Linked DNA regions of Cricetulus griseus: region 1 is linked to region 2. A link is a contact called in public Hi-C data. All regions are on one chromosome and are shown on one strand. Each heading gives the region's core, a stretch centred on a gene start, on an enhancer-like site or on the middle of the called end of the contact. The rest is flanking DNA. Distances are from core to core; before and after follow the strand shown.

Region 1 (6,542 bases), core at 2,497-4,996, 56 kb before region 2:
TCTGAGAAAAGGATATCCATTCCAAAAAGAGCCTCCAGGTACAAGTCAAAGCATGTGATTGTGGTGCTAGCTCTGTCCTGTGCCCTTGGCCAGACACAGTTCCCTCAGAGCCTCCATGGGAGGCAGGAACCAGATAAAGGTGGAGAGTTGACTTTACTGGGGAAAGCCACAATGCCATAAGCAGGGGAAAGTGGTTTCTTTGAAATGAATTGAGTGTTGTCTCTATAGACAATAAACACAATAAAAGCTTCAGGCTGCACATGGTTTCCTGACCCCACTGTCTCTAGCATGTCCATTAGACCCTTGATGCTTGGTGATTATTTGTTGTTCTGAGTCGGTGTATGTACATATCTTTTGCGAGGTCAAGAGCTTCCTTAAGGTAAGATGGCTAAGAACTGTGACCTGGCCATTTCCACAAGGAACTAGCCGTTAGTGGTCTCTTAGGGAGACCAAGAGAGCAAGAGACTTGGCCTTTCTACTTAACAAATGGGTTCTGGAAACATCTTTCCAGCTAGTGAAAAATACAGGGACAGCAGCTGTCAGAACCTATAGTGACTGTGTGCAGTGGGCAGGCCCCACTGCACACAAAAGAGTCCTCAGGGCCATCATCATCCCTTTCCTATCCAGCAGCATGGCTTTCTCAGGAGAGCTTCCTGAGTGGGGAGGTTCACTGTCACATTGGAATCTGTAGCTCCAGTAGAGTTGTGAGCATCTTTCTTAAGTCCAATGGCCACTTTAAAACAAACATGCCACCAGCACCAGGTGAGAAAGCCTGCAGCCCAACCTGAGGTTCCAGCTCCTGCATCAGTCTGAGAGTCCAGGCTTAAAAGCTCTGCTGTCAAGCCATTCCACCCAAGCAATGCTGCATGATTGTATCTCCAAAGGGAGCTGTGCTCTGCTTTCTTGGTGCACATGGCAAAAGTCCCTTAATGCTAGCAGCCCACACAGCTGGTATCCATATGCCTGGCATATAAAGTCTGCGGTCTCGAGTCATATATCCAACACTGCTAGGTCCACATCCCCCTGTGAAATGGACTCAGGACCTTCCACTCTTCTACAAGATGGATGCAGCCATGAGGCTAGGTACAACCACGAAGAGGGATCTGGAAATGGGGACATTGTAGGTGCCAGACTAGGGTTAGATACCATTCTCAACAGAGGGAAATCCAGAAAGCCAAGGAGGCCAGGAGGATGGGGCAGGAATGCTGTTTTGTGTCTCAAGAAGGCAGAAGTGAGTTCCTAAGACCAACCCCAAAACTGGGGAAACAGGCCAGTATGGCAAGCGTGGAAAGAGGAGTTTTTTTTGGGGGGGGGGGGCATATTACTAGATTTCTTTTCTTCACATGCAGATTTATGCTTAATGAGATGAAAATCAAAGCCCCGCTGATCTGAAGTTCTGGCCCCTTCTGTCTCCGCAGACCGTGACCCTGGGTCTCCCCCTAGTCTCAAAGAAGCCAAGTGTATGTGGAACTGTGAGAAGGGAAGAAAAGAAAGTGCAGCGAGTTTACTCAAATGTACTAACCAGGGGAACGCATGGGACTTGTCGCAGGGCGCTTCCAGGCAAAGTGAGCAAAGCGGGTGGGGAGAAGGCTCAGAGGAAGAGGAGAAAGTAGGACGCGGACAGGCAGAAATAGCGGCTGGGGGCTTTTCCTCAGGTTGACATTAAAATGAATGATATGCAAACGAATGCAAAGCATATGCGAACGCCGGGCTCGAGGGCTGTGGAGGAGAGCCAGATCCTGAGCCCCTCTTGCCTCAGGTCGCCAGGCGCCTTGGGGACCAAGGCCGTGAGCGGCGGGTGTAGCGCGCCTCCTGCCGGCCAAACGCTCAGGTGGCCCGGGTCCCGGGAGGGAATGCGGGGGGGCGCGGCGGCCGAAGGAGGGGTGCCCGCCTCCCGTCCGGGAGTAGACGCCGCGGCTCCGGGAGCAGCGACGCCGTCGGGCTGCGACTGCTCCGAGGTGGGTGTGCGCGGTGCGCTCAGCTCGCCCGCCCTCCCGGGGCGCGGCCTGCGCGGGGCGGGGGCGCACAGCGAGGAGTCCGCCCCGCACCGGGTTGCCCCGAGCCGCACGCACTCCGCACACTGGCTAAGCGCTGGGGCTCCTCGGCCTGTCTCACTCAGCCCCGCGCTCTTGCACCCACACAGGGTCCCACGCGTGGCCTGGCGCTCTTGAGGTCCCCGAGTCCTGAGTCGGGCCCCATCGCCAAGTCCGCCGGGTGCGTCCCGGGGCAGGGCAGGCACCCGGGCGGTGGAGGCGGGAGCCGTTCTGGGCGTTGGGCGGCGCCGGGCGCACGGAACCGGGCCTCTCTCCCGCGGCCGGCGCCCCGGGGCGGAGCGAGCGCGATGGGCGCCGGGCTGGAGGCAGGGTGGCGCAGCGGCGGCGGGGCGCGGGAGGCGGGGGCGGAGCGCGCGGGGGGGCGCGGGGCTCCGTGAGACGCGCGGACGAGCGCGCGGCAGCAGAGCCGAAGGCACGGCGGGTGGACCCGGCGGCCGCCGAGGCCGAAACCGCCCGGGCGGCGTGCGCGCTTTGTTCCCGCGCTGGGGGCCGAGCGCACTCGGCATGGCCCAGGCGGCCGCCCCGCGCGCCCCGACCCCGCCGCGCGCCTGAGCCCCGCGCGGCGCGAGAAGACAGCGTGCGGATCGCCCCCAAGTTATGGAGGTGGCGACCGAGTGAGAAGGAAAAGCCACTTCGGGAACCGGGTTGCGAGAGAGCGACCGTCCGCTGGAGCTCCAGACCGTAAGTGCCGCCTCTGCCCCGCTCAACGCCGACGCTGTCACCCTATTCTACCGGTGGCTGCCCTCCCCGCAGTCCTCACTGCACCCTCCGCCCCAGGCCGGCCACTTTACAAAGTTCGTGCCCACGGCAGGGTGGAACCAACTCTGCCCACTCATTTGACTGAGTGCACCCACCCTAGGTGAGCAGAAGGTTTGACCTGCCCAGGGTGTGTGTGGTTAACCTTTAGGTAGGAGCTGAGTTGGTGGAGGAGTAGGGGGTGCCCCACCACCTCCCGCAGGCGCCCCCTGGGGTGCCGGGTTTCCTGACAAAGGCTGCTAGCCTGAATGACAGTGCTCGGGACTGACTGGAGAAGCAGAGGGCTACCACTGGGGAGATGGGGCTGGCAGGAGAGGGTCTGCTGCTTCCTCTAGCCCTTCCCCCTCTCATTTTGGTCCCTGTATCAGCCATTAAGGCCTTGGGGCTGAGCATCCTTCCTGGTGGTGGGGAGGGGATCATGACCGCCCTCCCTGGAGTCCTGACAGCCAGGTGCAGGCACAGCCTCCGGCTCTGATCCTTCTCACAGCCTTTGGGAACGGTCCATCTGTGTGTAGGGCAGGCCCAGAGCCAGGCTGTGGGAACAGCGGGGAGGAGGTGTGAGCACCGTGGAGGGACAGATGGCTGGAGATTCAGCCGGAGTCGGGCTGACTAAGGTGGAGCAGAAGGCAGCCAGGCTGGCAGCTCCTGGCTTGGAGCCGCCAACTCTGAATGCATAGCCCCGAACTTAGTGTGTTTGGGCTTCTTGACCACAGTGCTGAATGGACTTAGAGTGTGGGGACCCCTACCCCATGAATAGAACTATCTGATCATGTGAGCTGAGGCTGACTTTCAGAGCCCAGTTCCTCTAAATAACAGAAAATCTCATGCTCCTGTTTGTGGGGTTGATCCCAGTAACTGTCACACCCGTCCCTCCTACCCTGAGGCCAGGATGTGGCTTCATTATGTCTGGCTGGGTGTGTGCTTCCTCCCAGCGATCAGAAACAGGAGGTTCCCAGGCAGCCGCTCAGAGGATGGGGCTGGCTGAAGACAAAGGGAGCGGTCACTGTGCCCTGGCATTGCCCTTGCAAGTTGCTGGAAGGTTTCAGAAACTTCTCAAGGCTGGAATTCTCTCATCTCCCCCAAATCTCAGGGGCTGGCACGATAGAGTTCAGCCATACTTGGCCAGAATGCACTTGACTCCCAGCCTGGGAAGAGGTAGGAAAGCCCTGTGAATGATTCCTGGCCTTATTCATGGAAGGCTGCTGATAGGGGTACACTGGGGTCACGCTGTCGGCTCACCTCCATCCACTGAAGGGTGGAAGCCAGAAAATATGGTTGTCCCCAGTTGGTGCTGGGAACCCGCTGTTCAGAGCACCAAGCTGATAAAATGATGCTATTTGGGACTATGTTTTGCAGGGCCACAGCCACTCTTGTGCATTGAGAGGGAAAAGCAGAGAGAGAAGGAAACCTGCTAGCAGAAGGAACAGATGTGATGCTCGGCGCTGCCCGGGAGCTAGACAGACGCAGGGAGGGAGAATATCACGTTAGGACTGATTTTCTGGCGGAATCCACCCTCATGGGAGGTGCTGTGATCTTGATGATTGGGGAGAGAGGGAGGGCCATGTGTACCTGGCACACCACCATGTTGTTGCTGGGTGCCAAGCTCAGGCTGGCATATGGAAGACACCCCTGGACAGCTCCCTGCAGGATGCTCTGGGGCTGCTGTGGGCCACCCACTAGCCCTTGAGGTCCTGTCAAGCTCTTCCTCTGTCACTGGGTTATCCATGTAATTGAGTTACCACCTCCAGGAAATCTCTCTGATTGGACTCCACATATTTTCATTTCTGCATGACTGGAAGAAACTCATTTTCCTTCCTACACAAGGATCTGGAAATGCAAATGCTGGCAGGCTGGGTCACTGGGCCCCAAGAGCTGAGCCACTGGGGTTGCCTACCATGGAGGGTCAGGCTTAGCTGCAGCCTCCTCTGAGGCAAGCAGGAGGGTATGTCAAGAGAGGCATTTCTCACCACCTTCTGGAATGGTCTTCCCTCCTGCTGCGCTGTAAGCAGGATGAGTTTGGGGGTTTCTGATTCATTCTGCCTCCCACATGCCAGGGCAGTGGGATGATGGTAAATTAAATGGATCTGGATTTTCTCCACCACCAAGAGGGAAGAGAACCCACCTAGCTCATTCATGTCTGCACCAATGTGCATGCACACTCAACTATTCACAGAATCCAGCACAGGACAAGTAGCACACAGACTGCTGGGCTGGCTGTGCCTGAGGCAAGGGGAGCTTCCTTGCCTGGCCTTTGTTCCTGCACTCTGGGTCTGCTGCTGTGCAGCAGGGGTCACAGTGTCTTCTCTAGCAGTGACTATGATCTTCAGAACTTCGCTCATTGTCTTGTGTCCTGTGAGAAAGCCTTGGTGGGGTGAGTTTGATGACTATCTGGCCCCTCCCAGCTTTGTAGTCTCCCTCCCCTACCTGTATCCTGGGATCCTTATGCCAGGTCTTCTCTTCAGCATCCTTGGAGCTCTGAGTATATCCCAAGGGCTGCATTCGAGGAGGGTTGATGCTGTGGGTGGGGAGCCCTCTGCTGGGCTTCCTCAAGCAAGTGGGATAGAGCCGTCTTAACAGTCCCTGCTCAGCCCCATCACTAACATTATTGGCCTTCTCGAAGCTGGGCAACCCATCCCTAGTTCAGAGATCACAGAATTGGGGCGGCAGGGGGGGGGTGCGCTGTCATTTAAAAGCTTCTAGAAACCACTGGAACAATGTTTGGCTGTTACAGTGGACTTGAACCCACTGTAGGAGAAACCCATATCCACTGGGTAATGTCATCCCCTGGGGTCCCTGAGAGTGGTCAACAGTGGGCTGTGCTCAGGCTACTCTGCCCGTACATAGCTGGCCCTGAAGAATGTTTGCCATTGTGGACTAAAATTCTGCTCCATGCCATATAGAGGTAGATGACAGAAATAACCCAGGGGGTAGTCGGCCTCACCTTTAGGACCTCAGGCTTGCCAGAGCCAACACTGGCCTGCCTCATCTCGCTGGGTCCTCACAGTGACCCCAAAGTAGCAGCCAATGTCACTGCCCCACAGAGGGGAGGGACTGTGGAGGACCAGAGAGGTGCAGGGCTCTGTGGAAGATAGGCCTCAGGCCTGAGGCTCCTTTTTAAAAGGATATCCAGCCTCTAGACTAGATAAGGGGAATGGGACTCTGCTGCTATCCCAATAAAGTGGTCACTTTCTATAGTCATGTGCTTGTGGCTCTCGGTCTCTCTGGCTGAGGGAGTGAATAGCCTCCTTTTCTGGTGGGCATGTTACCCAACTTTCCCAACAGGGAGCAGACCCAATTCTGTTTCTGAGCTCCCAAGACTAGAGCAGGGTGTGAGAGCCTGGTTGCCAGGGTTTTCTTGTATGGAAAATGGTTCTTGGTAGAAACGGCCATCAGCCTCAGTGGAAAAGGCTGGGCAGAGCCTGGCATCCGGGTGTGTACCTGAGATGGTGGAAGTGATAAGCATTGGGTTCCTGTTTCTACCTCCAGGCTCAGCCTGACCAGGTGGAAAGTGGCTTGGCAGAGGCCACCCCTTCCCTTGGGTGACAGCACACTTCCTGAGGCAATAAAACAGAAGTTCAAGCTCCTGCTTTTTGTAATTTGTGAGGCCTCAGGGCAAGCCAGATGTCACTGGGAAGGAAAACAAAGATGAATTCGGCCATAATAAGGAAGATGTCTCCAGGCCAAGACTCCTATGGCACAGCCAGCAGCTCCTGGGCTCCCTATCTCTTCCTC
Region 2 (6,167 bases), core at 1,754-4,253:
GCACAGCCATGCACAAGCCTGCCCAGGAACCATTGCTTTTCATTTCTTTTCCTCCTGCAGGAGTTGGGAGGAAAGTACTGGATGTTTTCTTCATGAAAAGCTGTGGTCCACAGCCCTCCGTGTCTGGGTGCTGTGCCATACCACCCACTGCTACCTTCTGCTGTCCTGTATGTTTGCCCTGTGGGCCATGGACACGCTGATCAGGTTAATCACATCTGTGTAATAAAGTGAACGTTTGCTATGATGGCTTGCTGCGCCTCCAGACCATTGTGCACATGCGATCCCCATGTTGAAAGACCTGATGCACAGACGAGGGTGGATATAGAGTTCAGTTGTACCAGACAAAACTTGGGGTGGACAGAGGAGGGGAACTGTCTGCTCATGTGCTGCTGCTATAGCCTTGGTAAACGGGGTCCATCTTGGAAGGCTGGACCTTAGGGAGTTCTGGAAAATCCTGGACCCCAACTTGACCTATAGCTGACTGGCTCACTATTGGAGCCAAGTTCTTTGAGCTGGTTACATGAGGAAGACAGTGGGACCTGGCTAAGGGAAACACTGAAGGTTTGAGGGACACCGAGGACCTGAAGGGGACACTGGATCTGAGGAAACACTAAAGGGATACTTAAGACCTGAGGGGAAACTCAGCTCCTGAGAGGACACTGAGGGAATTCTAAAGGGCACCCTGAGGGGAAAATCAAGCCTTAAGGGGACACTGGCTCTGAGAAAACACTGAAAGGGTATTTAAAACCTGAGAGAACACTGAGGACCTATGAGTGGCACAGCAGAAAGAACCATCTCTCTGTGCTCCTGTGACAGCTGTGTCTTGGCTAAAGGGAATCCCTCTAGAACCAGATACTGGCCATAGTGCTTCAGGCTGCACTGGTAGCTGCCTGGAGGAAGCGACTGTCATTAATACTGTCCTAACTTGGAACATGGTGTATTTTTGAAGGCATTGTTGGGAAGGCCAGCATGGGGGTAAGCTGTCCCTAGGCCAGGCGCCTGGCTGGAGCCCCACTGGGCCTGGTGTGTCAGCGATCTCAGGATAGCACGAGGGGGAGGAGGATGACAAGGTTTTTCCACTGCCGACACTGAGCTCAGAGGGGAGACTAGCCAGGGACTGGGCTCCATCCAGATGGTCTTGGCTTGGACACAGCCTGCCATGTCCTATCTCCCACATGGAAGTACAGGAAAGACCCAGACAGGACCCAACAGAGCTTCACACAAAGAGGTGGAGGACATGTAGGAGGACAACAGCGGCCACTTGTCTATCCCTGTCCAGCTCGTCCTGTCTGACCAGCTTGTCCTCTGTGTAGACATGGATGCTGCCTCTGAGTAGCCCTGGCCTGCCAGGAAAGACCTAGGGAAGTAACCGAAGCAGGACTGGGAAGAGGCCAGTAGCCACTCAGTCTCTGGTCAGGACTACTTTATCTCAGGTCATGTGACTATCCCACACAGTCCTTCCCTTATGAGGCATGGAGGTCATGGCAATTTTTATTATTGTTGAGTTGTTTATGACAGAGCCTCACTCTGGAGCCCAAGATGGCCTTGAACTTGTGATCTTCCTGCCCCAGAGGCCCAAGTGCTGAGTACAGGTATGAGCCATCGCATGAGGCATGATAGTTTTCAGCCACTTTGTAGAACAGAATGAGCACATAAGAACTCAGGTTAGGAGTCAGAAGCCCAGTTTCCGGGGGGCTGCAAGAGCCACAGCTACCCCCACCTCAGCCCACCCAAGAATGTGGGAGGTATCAACAACCAAGCTCCACATATTCAGTGTAGCTCACTAAAACTATCTTCTACTCCAGCCCAGATTCTAAGAAAGACCCCATTGGCTAACCTGGGGGCAGGGTCACAGAAGTGTGGCTGTGGATCTGAGGACATAGAGTCACCTGAAGGTCCCTGTGGAAATCTCAGTGCTATAGTAACATGCACAGTATGAGGCTCAGAAGAATAGCCTCAGGCAGCATTGGGACCTATGTCTAGCTAAAAGCCAGGAATAGATCTGCCCCTCTGCTGGAAGCCCCAGGAAGGAGTCAATGGATGCAGGCTGGCAACAGTACTGTAGGGTGAGGGCAGAAAGACAACAACAGATGAGCAGGGCTGAAAACCACTGGACCAGTCTGCCAAGTACCCACCATCCAATTTGTACAGTTCAGTCTGAGCCTCTCTTATAGCAAAAGGAATTGTCTAAATAGTGTCTGAGTTTAATAGGCTCCCATCTATTAAATTATGCATAGTGGGGAGGGAAGAGTCTTTGAGAAACTCATAGTTAGAACAGAATATGGAACCCTAATCTGGATAAGCCCAAGCCTGACCTCTTAGCCCTTCAGGGACCCTTGTTCCAACTGACCCAGTGTATCCAGACACCCACAGTGCCACCTCTCCCTGAAATCAGTCCTTTTCACAACTATAATTGGGTAACTTGACCCAGATCTGATTAATTAGGGCCTATTGTCAGAAGTGTGGTTATGGCATGCTGCATACAACACACCAAGGAAGACTGAACCCAGTTCATGTAAATACCACCCTGCCCTACCCACTTTGGACTCATCTACTCTTTTAAGGGTTTTTTTGGGGGGGTTGTTTTTTTGAGACAAGGATTCTTTGTGTAGTCTTGACTGACCTGGAACTAGCTCTGTAGCCCAGGCTGGCCTCAAACTCATCTGCCTGCCTCTGCCTCCTGAGTGCTGGGTTTAAAGGTATACGCCACCACCATCTGCCCTCTTCGGAGTTTTCGGAGTACAGCTGGTGAGGAAGACAGAGAGGAGATCTACAACCTTTGACCCTCTCGTCAGCAACTTGGCCCAATCTGGGAGGCCTTCCTATGTCCTTTAGTGGAAGCAGCTGGTCAGGATGAGGACTTAAAAGGGAGGGCTCCAAGGCAGATGCAGCTGAGGAGGTGAGCAGACCTGAAGAGGCAAGGTTTGCCCAGGTTCGCCCAGGTTCGCCCAGGTTCGCCCAGGTTCGCCCAGGTTCGTCCAGCCCGCCCTTTTTGCGTACCCATGTGGCCCTTCCTGAACAATGATCTCTTCCCACCCCCCACTGAAGCCTGGCTCCAAAAAGTCTCCTCAGATCCTGAAGCCCAAGGTTGGGGGGCCTGGGGCAAGACTGAAAAGACACCTTTGGGGCCAGGGACTGGGAGTGGAACAGAGAGTGATGAGGAAGTTGAGGAAAATGAGAAAGATGCAGGCTTCCTGCTGTCCTTGCTGGAGCAAGAAAACCTGGCCAAGTCTCCAGGATACAACCAGGTAGCACCCTGTCCTGATCCATGGAGGCAGGTGTGGACCTGGGCATGGGGTGAGGGGACAGCTGACTGGGAGGTGGAAGGGCCAATGCTCCCTCCCATGTGCAATGAAGTCAGTGCTGCAGACCACAGGGCCCTCTCTGACTTGGGGGAGGTGTCCTGGGATGGAGGTGTCAGGGGCTTCTGGGGACTGAGCCCCTAATTACTGAGCTACAGGAAGCACAGGGTGACCTAGGTCATTCCTTAGTAGCCATGACTCTTCTGGGGCTGGCTGGCCACACCTGCCCTCCATCCTAGAGGGGCTTGCAGGTCACCTCTCCCAAGCTTACTGTGGGATAACCAGCAGGAGTTGGAGGCCATCAAACTGAAGCTGTGGGCCATGGAGCATGCTGAGACCCTGCCGGAGCAACCTTATGTACAAAGAAAGGCCACCGAGGAAAAGGGGGCTGAGGTCGGACAGCTGCTGAGCCCTGAGATCATGGGTAGGAACCTGGGACCCTTGCTGCTTCTCCCCCCAGATGGTGGACAACTGTCCTCCCAAGTCCTTGACCACTCAGCTAAGACTCTAAACCCCACGCGCTCTCAGTGGAGAAGTACTCAGCATGGACTCTATGTGAGGACTATTGAGGGGGCATTCTGGATCACCCCACAGCATCAGGCCTTGCTAACCCAAAATGTAACCTTGGAAGCCTGGGGTGACCTTCCCTGGGATCATGAGGAATGGGCTCCTCAATGAGTTCCTCCTGCTGGTCCTGAGGTTCTCTCTCTACAGGCTGCTTCTTCCCTGGGACCCCCAAGGAAAAGGTGGAGGCTGACCACAGATCTGTCTATGTGGGCAATGTGAGTAGCAGATAGGACAGGGGCATCTGGCTCCAATTAGGACATTCAGCTGGGTAGACACAGCAACATCCTGGATGGGGCTGGCTAGGAGCTTGAGGCAGGAAGCTATAGGGTTGTAAACTCAAGTGTCTCCAAGGCCAGAAAGAAGGGGCAGGTCTGATGCTAGTTGCAGCAGAGGAAAGGGTGGGCTGTAGCTCTTGGGCAAAACCCATGGAAGCAAATAGTGGCCAGTCCTTAACCATTCAGCTGAAGCTGAGGTCAAGAATTCTGGTTTCTCAACATGTGCTAAAACTGGGAGTTGCATGAGATTTACTGGTCCACACACATGGCATAAGCCAATGCTTGGGACACAACCAGCTGTCCACATAGGAAGCCCTTGACTGGCTCTCAGCAGTCAACCCAGGAAAGGAATGGATAAAGCCTCAGCCCATTCCAAGTCAGGGGCCAACCAACCTTGGGGATTGGATCCCTCTAACCCTCTGCAAGAGGTAGATAGGGAGAGCCCAGCACTTAAAGCAGGTGCCCTTTCTGAGAGCAGGTGGATTATGGAGGCTCGGCTGCTGAGCTGAGGGCCTACTTCAGCCCCTGCGGGGAGATTCACCGGGTCACCATCCTGTGCGACAAGTTCTCTGGACACCCAAAAGGGTCAGTGTGGGGCTATAGCAGTCTGGGCAGTGAGGATGGGACTGACCCCTCATTTCCTGCCCCATCATCCCCCATCTCTATTCTCCCCCAGGTATGCTTATATAGAGTTTGCTTCCCAGAACTCTGTCCAGGCTGCTGTGGAGCTGGATGAGAGCACTTTCCGAGGTCGGGTCATCAAGGTATGTTTCCCCAGCTGTCTCCATGCCCCTGTGAACCACCACTGAGCCTTGCTTGCACATTAACTCACAAATTCCTCAACAGGCTCAGAGAGGTAAGAGTACCTGCCCCAGGACACATAACTACCCAGCCTAACCTTTTGGGTATCTTAGTTAGGTTGGCACTGGTCAGAGTTAGGGCATGATGGAAACCCTCAGACCTAGGGTGAGGCTTGGTGTAGGTGTGGCTAGGGCAGAAGAATCAGATTCCTCTGCCGGAGGCTGCTGGCCATGACCAGGCATGCCATGTGATCACAGCTGCATCCAAGTGAAGGTGGATGGTACCTCCAGGTCAGGAACCCCAAGCCTTGGTCTCAGCCTGGACTCTGGCTTCAGGCCACCACAGCAAGAAGGGTACAGAACAGTGTCTTGGACCATAGCATGGGTTCCTTCTGTCCAGGTACTTCCCAAAAGAACGAACTTCCCAGGAATCAGCTCCACAGATCGTGGTGGGCTGAGGACACACTTGGGCAGCAGGGCCCAGCCCTTCCTACACAGTAGCCTTCATCGAAGACCTCGGTTCAGACCCCATGGACAGAGCCGGTAAGTGGGCCCAAGTGGGGTCTGAGTCTGGAGACCTGAGTGGTGACAGGGTTTCTGGAGCCTATAGCCAATCTGTACAGCATTATGCTAAGAGAGTACTGCTCTTCCCTCACGTGAGCCTTAACTGGCCAGGGCACTTGGGAAGGGGTTCAGTCAGGGTTCATGGTTTCTAACAGCCTGGACAGGCCCTGTGAAACCTCCCTACCTGATGGGGATACTCCTTCCTAGTCACTAGGCCTCTGCAGGTGACATGCCATCCCTGCCATGGAGGGTGGGAATCACAGCAGGCTCCTCTGGCCTGAAGTACAAGTAAGGCTGGAGCTGAGCCCACGGGCTTCCTCCTCCCCTGGAAGCACCCCCTCAAGAGAGGAGGAAGTCTGAGGTGCCGCCCGCAGTCCCCAAGCAGCTTGATGGTGGTTTTTAAACACTTACCTAGGTGTCCTCGAGGCCTATCCCCTCTGAAGGCAACTTAGCTGCCTTTGTCCCCCCTCCCTCTCTGCAGGGGCCGTGGACGGTTCTCACCATGGTTTTCACCATACTGAAAGATGTCCCAGTTTTTAAAGTGGCCCCGGGAGCTGGGTCAGGAGTAAACAGCAGTCTGCCCACCTACTCCAAACTGGTCTTCAAGTCTGGCAACCCACAAGGGGCTTTTAAAAGGCCTAGACCCCCAGGTCACAATA

The links. A called contact is a pair of places that touch in the nucleus more often than the background predicts.
Region 1: a Hi-C map of liver shows a contact between it and region 2, with 2.6 times the contacts expected there. The contact joins the enhancer-like site here to the promoter of Pabpn1l in region 2. A contact is called at or near these places in 2 of 8 Hi-C or Micro-C datasets (fibroblasts and liver).

What each region holds. Positions count from the first base shown.
Region 1 is chr3:199,332,090-199,338,631 of CriGri-PICRH-1.0, reverse strand. All of the region lies in intron 1 of Cbfa2t3 (protein CBFA2T3), which reads left to right. Among named protein-coding and RNA genes, the nearest start is that of Cbfa2t3, 23 kb to the left of the region's middle. Within about 2 kb of position 3,746, at least 1 of the 6 cell types and tissues checked has open chromatin away from gene starts, as enhancers often do.
Region 2 is chr3:199,276,039-199,282,205 of CriGri-PICRH-1.0, reverse strand. It overlaps Pabpn1l (embryonic polyadenylate-binding protein 2), which reads left to right and starts at 3,003. Exons shown (of 7, transcript XM_027410652.2): 1 at 3,003-3,248; 2 at 3,591-3,726; 3 at 4,017-4,084; 4 at 4,623-4,729; 5 at 4,821-4,908; 6 at 5,345-5,487; 7 at 5,990-6,029. The coding sequence starts at 3,003. The coding sequence ends at 6,029. All of the region lies in intron 4 of Trappc2l (trafficking protein particle complex subunit 2-like protein), which reads right to left.